Regions from separate parts of the Capra hircus genome. Here region 2 is linked to region 1. The links are chromatin contacts, called in public Hi-C maps. All regions are on one chromosome and are shown on one strand. The core of a region is the stretch at or near the end of the contact, and the rest is flanking DNA. Distances in the headings are between cores, read along the strand shown. Region 1 holds the start of FADS3 (fatty acid desaturase 3). Region 2 has its middle 32 kb from the start of INCENP.

The links. A called contact is a pair of places that touch in the nucleus more often than the background predicts.
Region 2: a contact with region 1 is called in a Hi-C map of blood, with 4 times the contacts expected there. The contact joins the enhancer-like site here to the promoter of FADS3 in region 1. A contact is called at or near these places in 4 of 5 Hi-C or Micro-C datasets (blood and liver).

What each region holds. Positions count from the first base shown.
Region 1 is chr29:40,757,772-40,760,682 of ARS1.2, reverse strand. It overlaps FADS3 (fatty acid desaturase 3), which reads left to right and starts at 1,414. Exons shown (of 12, transcript XM_018043057.1): 1 at 1,414-1,820. The coding sequence starts at 1,614.
Region 2 is chr29:40,918,025-40,920,935 of ARS1.2, reverse strand. No RefSeq gene overlaps it. Among named protein-coding and RNA genes, the nearest start is that of INCENP, 32 kb to the left of the region's middle. Within about 2 kb of position 1,450, at least 1 of the 5 cell types and tissues checked has an H3K27ac peak or open chromatin away from gene starts, as enhancers often do.

The DNA of each region.
Region 1 (2,911 bases), core at 165-2,664:
CCATGGTCTCTACAAGCTCTTACTGGTTGTCCTGGTAACCAAATGCAGGTGCTCTGGGTAACAAGGAGAATTCAGAGGCCTCTTCAAACCCTTCTTTGGACCCTGGCCAATCTGGTCCCACAAATATTACTGAGTGATTTCCTACCAAGTGTTAAATGAAAATAAAATGCTAGCACATCAGAAAACTACAGTTAGAGTTCTCAAAGTGTGTTCCCCAAACCAGGCATTGGCATCAGCATCACCTAAAAACTTGTTAAAATGCAATTCTCTGCCCCCCAAACCAGACCTGCTGAGCCCTGCTGGGGGCGGAGCCCAGCAGTCTGTGCCTCAACACACCCTCTGGTGGTATTGATGTGGCCTCAGCGCTGATACCTGCTGTCCTGCAGCATAAACCTCAGCCCGATTTCATGCCTTGTCAGGTGTGAATTCTTAACTTTTAGAAACAGATATCTTTGTCTCTGGGGCTTGCCAGATGGCTCAGTGGTAAACAATCTGCCTGGCATGCAAGAGAAACAGGTTCGATTCCTGGGTCAGGAGATCCCCCGGAGAAGGGCATGGTATCCTACCCCAGCATTCTTTCCTGGGAAATGCCACAGACAGAGGAGCCTGGTGGGCTACAGTCCTATGGGACTGAACAACAGTCGGACACGACTCAGCCACTAGACAAGGACAACAAAATCTTTTGTCTCTGACAAATGACAAAGTGTAGGGGAGCAACCTACACTCTGAAAAGGAATTTAAGTAAAAAATAGGCAAGTGTAGTATAAGCAGCAAGCCAGCCAGCTGAGCAGCCACATCTGGTGAATGACAGTACCCCACTCCCCACTCCGGGGCCCCTGCTCTGCCCGCGTGGCCATCCCGCGGCCTCCCCACCTCTGAATCTCCGGAGGCAGAAGACCACTGACCTCCACAGAGGGTCCCCCAAGGGGTGGGGGTGGTCAGGCCAGTAACAGCCCCGACCGAGAGACCTCGCTGAGCGGATGCTGGGGACCCCTGGTTCGAGAGCTCTTTACAGTCATCTCGAGGTAGTGTCCCTACCTCTAAGACCTCAGAATTTAACATTCCAGAGGGCGCGGCGGGAAGGCCATTCTTCGCAGACTCTTGTTCAGGGCCCCACCGGGCGCGGACCGGGCCCCCGAGGGCGCGGCGGCCGCCGGCTGCCGGCTTCACCTTCCTGCGGCCCCGCCCTCCCTGCCCCGCCCGGCACGAGCGGGGTTGCGCCGGTGCCCCCCACAGGCCGGGGTGTGGTGGCCGCGGAGCCCCGCGGGCGGGGCGCGCCCGCCTCGACGCCGCCCTCCCCGCCGGCCCAGCCGGCCCCGCCGGCGAGCGGCGCAACCAATGGGGGCCGAGCCGCTGCGCGGGGATTGGGGCGGCGGCGGCGGGGGCCGGGGCGCGGGGAGGGGGTGAGGCGAGCGCTGTCAGCGCGGTTATAAGGCAGGGAAAAGTTGCCCGCGGACAGCCGGGCCGGCGCACGCTCGTACGGAGGCCGCAGCGGCAGGGCGGGGCCGCGGAGCAGCGGGTGGCGGCGGAGGCAGTCTCCGATCGCTGCCTCGCTCCCCTCGGGGTCTCTGCTCGGCGAGGTCCCGGGTTCGCGAGGACTTTTGCGAGCAGCCATGGGCGGCGTCGGGGAGCCAGACTGGGAACCTGCGCAGCGGGGGGCGCCGCTGCCCACCCTCCGCTGGGAGCAGGTCCGCCGGCACAACCTGCCAGGCGACAAGTGGCTGGTGATTGAGCGTCGCGTCTACGACATCAGCCGCTGGGCACAGCGACACCCGGGGGGCAGCCGCCTCATCGGCCACCACGGCGCCGAGGACGCCACGGTAAGGCCGCCCACCGCCGGCCGGGTGGAGCCCCGGTGCTCGGCTGGGGCCTGGTCGCTGGGCACCATTCCCTGCTCCACCGCGGGTGGGAGCGGCGCGGGGTGGGAGCCGGGTGGGTGCTTAGCATCCTTCCTACTCGCGCTGACCTTTGACCTCCATGACGGGGGACCCAGAGTTGGGAGGGACTGACGGGGGCCTGATGTAGAGTGAGAAGACCACAGCCTGGCGAAAGCAGTCCTGGGGCTGAGCTGCAGCAGATGTCTGTGGGAGGAAGGGGGGTCTCAGAGGTGGGTGTGTCCGGGCAGAGAGCGCTGGCCCTAGGTGAGGGCACTCCCTGGTGCTCTGGTGTTCCTCCTCTGGTTCTGGGTCCCCCCAGAGAGGGGTCTTCATGCTGGGTGCTTGCTGGATGCCAGAGGTAGGGCGGGTTCCCTAGGGGCTGGCAAGGATGTGCCCTCAGAGGCTGGAGGCAGGGCAGCAGAGCCTGGGCAGGGCCTAGAGGTCTGTGGCTTTCCCAGGAACTGCTGTGAATGGCTCTGAGGGGCAGTGACTCACCTCTCCTGGGCTAGCAGCTGCGTGTGGGAGAATTTTGCCAGTCAGGCTGGGTGGGCCTCTTCGGAAAGCACAGTCACCCCAGGAACACTCGGGCTCCTGTGGACCCCAGCTTCCCCTCCGCAGCTATGTCAAGACATTTTGATCAAGGAGGAATGTGGCCTGTCCATTGGGACCATTTGGCAGAGGAGCCATCAGGGTGAGACTCCTCACCAGCCCCTTTTTCCACAGACCGCCCCCCCCCACCCCGCCCCCAGCCAAACAATAGGACTTGGGGCCATGAGGCTCTGTCCTTGACCATCCCAAATTCTAGGTTGGTCACCCTGAGCACCAAGAAGTTCTCCAAGATTCCAGGAGAATCTCTAACTGGCGGGGCTTTAAATAACAAAAGAGATTGTGTCCTGTCTGAGCAGGGTCAGTGGTCCTGCTGCCAGAACCACCTTCTCTCTGCCCACTGCCTTCTCTTGTGGGTTGGGCGATCTTCCCGGGACTCTTTTAAGGAAAAAGTCTCTTTCCCCGGAAGCTGAGAGATTAGGGATCAG
Region 2 (2,911 bases), core at 201-2,700, 160 kb before region 1:
TCGTTGGAACCAAGAACAAAATTTTACTTTTTATTTAATTTTAGTTCTTTCCAATTTCAGTAACCACATGTGGCTACTGAATTGGGCAGTCAGCTCAGGTCTAGATATTTTTAAATGTCTATTTTTGTGTTGTACCACTAATATATGCACTAAAGAAGATGAGATGCATGTTAAATTCAAATTGGGGTGTATATACGTCTATATTTTCCCCTACTGATGTCAAATGTACTTTTAAATACACACATTTTTTCCTTTCCAAAAATGGAATCACACTTAACATATTGCTTTTAATGTTTTTAAAAAGTAATATACAGGGAGCATGTCCCCATGCCAGAACTTCATCTAATTTTTAATAGTTGGAACATCCTCTGTTGAGTGGCAAATAGCGGACAGTTACTATTCTAAGCACACTGGCCACGTTATCTCATGTGACCCTCCCCACCTTGTGAGGTAGATGTGACCCCATTTTGCATATATGTGCTCAGTTGCTTAGTCATTCTGACCCTTTGTGACCCCATGGACTATAGCTTGCCAGGCTCCTCTATCCATGGAATTTTCCAAGCAAGAATACTGAAGTGGGTTGCCATTTCCTCCTCCGAATTTTACAGATGACTTCTCTGAAATATGTAAAGATGAGCATGTACTTTGTGAAACTCAAGCAGAGGCAGTGGGGGAATCAGGGTTCTAAGGCCCCCAACCAGCTGTACTGACTTCCGAGCCTGCTTTTGAATCTCTCTGCTTCAAATAAAATTTTTAAAGTCGACATATAGTTCATTAACGATGTTGTGTTAGTTTCAAGTGTACCGCAAAGTGACTCAGATAGGTATAGTTATATTCTTTTTCAGATTATAGGTTATCACCAGATATTGAGTATGGTTCCTAGGTCTTTGTTTTCCACCTAGTAAATATATATTAGTGTGTATATCGGAGAAGGCAATGGCACCCCACTCCAGTACTCTTGCCTGGAAAATCCCATGGGCGGAGGAGCCTGGTGGGCTACTGCCTATGGGGTCGCACAGAGTCGGACACAACTGAAGCAACTTAGCAGCAGCAGCAGTGTGTATATGGTAATCTGAAACTCCTAATTTATCTCCCCTACCTAAACTAATTCAGCTTAAAATAAGCGTTGTTTTCTCCGTACCTCACTCTAATTTCCCCCAAATCTTTTTTTAGAAAAGTTAAACTCCTTACCGTAGGTTTATGCACATTACTCATTTTACCAACATCGTCCTCTTTGGGGTATTTTCCTCAGAGCTTGATGTAAGACCCCTAAAGAGACAGATGGCTCTCTGTTTAAAGTTAAGGTCTCTTTGGAAACGAGGCCACTCAGACTCTTCAGCTTCGCCCTTCCCCCTCCCCCTCTGCAGGTCTCTGCAAGGAGTCTGCTTCCTCTGGGGTTTCAGTTGACAACATCAGCTCTCTTATCCTTCAGCCAACCTTTCTGTAACTGATATCCCCTGTGGACAAGAGGGAGCAAAGCCTCAGGTCACTGTCAAAAGGACGGTAACCCTTGCTTCACTCAGAAGTGTGTGCTTGGGGGATGGAGTAACAGGGCCTCGGTTCTCATGAGGGTCGAGGGGAAGTCACTAACCAGCGCCATGCCCAAGACTTTTCCTAGGCTCTGCTGAGGTAAAATCAAGAGAAAAATAAAGCATGACACCATACGCCTTGTGCCCAGGAGCCCACTGGAAAGGAGGAAACGGGAGCAACCATCAGAGACACTGGTGCTGACTGCCAAGGAACTCCGTGCTCTCTTGCTTTCCACAGAATCTGATGAATACTCGGATTGTTTAGTGCAGAAAACACACACACCCCAAAGTCCTGGAAGTGGAGAGAGGTGATGTTTGCACAATATTGTGGCTCTGCTTGCTGTTCAGTCTCTAAATCATGTCGGACACTTTGCAATCCCATGGACTGCAGCACGTCAGGCTTCCCTGTCCCTCACTGTCTCCTGGAGTTTGTTCAAACTCATGTCCATTGAGTCAGTGAGGCTATCCAACCATCTCACCCTCTGCCACCCTCTTCTCTGTCGGCCTTCAGTTTTTCCCAGCATCAGGGTATTTTCCATTCAGTCAACTCTGCCTCAGGTGGCCAAAGTATTGGAGTTTCAGCTTCAGCATCAGTCCTTCTAGCGAATATTCAGGGTTGATTTCCTTTAGCATTGACTAGTTTGATCTCCTTGCTGTCCAAGGCTGTACTTAATGGCACTGAATTTTACATGAAGTGGTTCAAATGGTAAATTTTACATTATGTGGGTTTGATCACAATTAAAAAGAAAAATAAAAACCAGAAGCTCAGTTCAGTTCAGTCACTCAGTCGTGTCCGACTCTGACACCCCATGACTTGCATCACGCCTGGCCTCCCTGTCCATCACCAACTCCCGGAGTTCACTCAAACTCATGTCCATCGAGTCGGTGATGCCATCCAACCATCTCATCCTCTGTGGTCCCCTTCTCCTCCTGCCCCCAAACCCTCCCAGCATCAGGGTCTTTTCCAATGAATCAACTCAAAGTATTGGAGTTTCAGCTTTAACATCAGTCCTTCCAATGACCACCTAGGACTGATCTCCTTTAGAATGGACTGGCTGGATCTCCTTGCAGTCCAAGGGACTCTCAAGAGTCTTCTCCAACACCACAGTTCAAAAACATCAATTCTTCAGCTCTCACCTTTCTTCACAGTTCAACTCTCACATCCATACATGACCACAGGAAAAACCATAGCCTTGACTAGACGGACCTTTGTTGGCAAAGTAATGTCTCTGCTTTTCAATGTGCTATCTAGGTTGGTCATAACTTTCCTTCCAAGGAACACGCGTCTTTTAATTTCATGGCTGCAATACCATCTGCAGTGATTTTGGAGCCCAAAAGAAATAAAGTCTGACACTGTTTCCACTGTTTCCACTGTTTCCCAT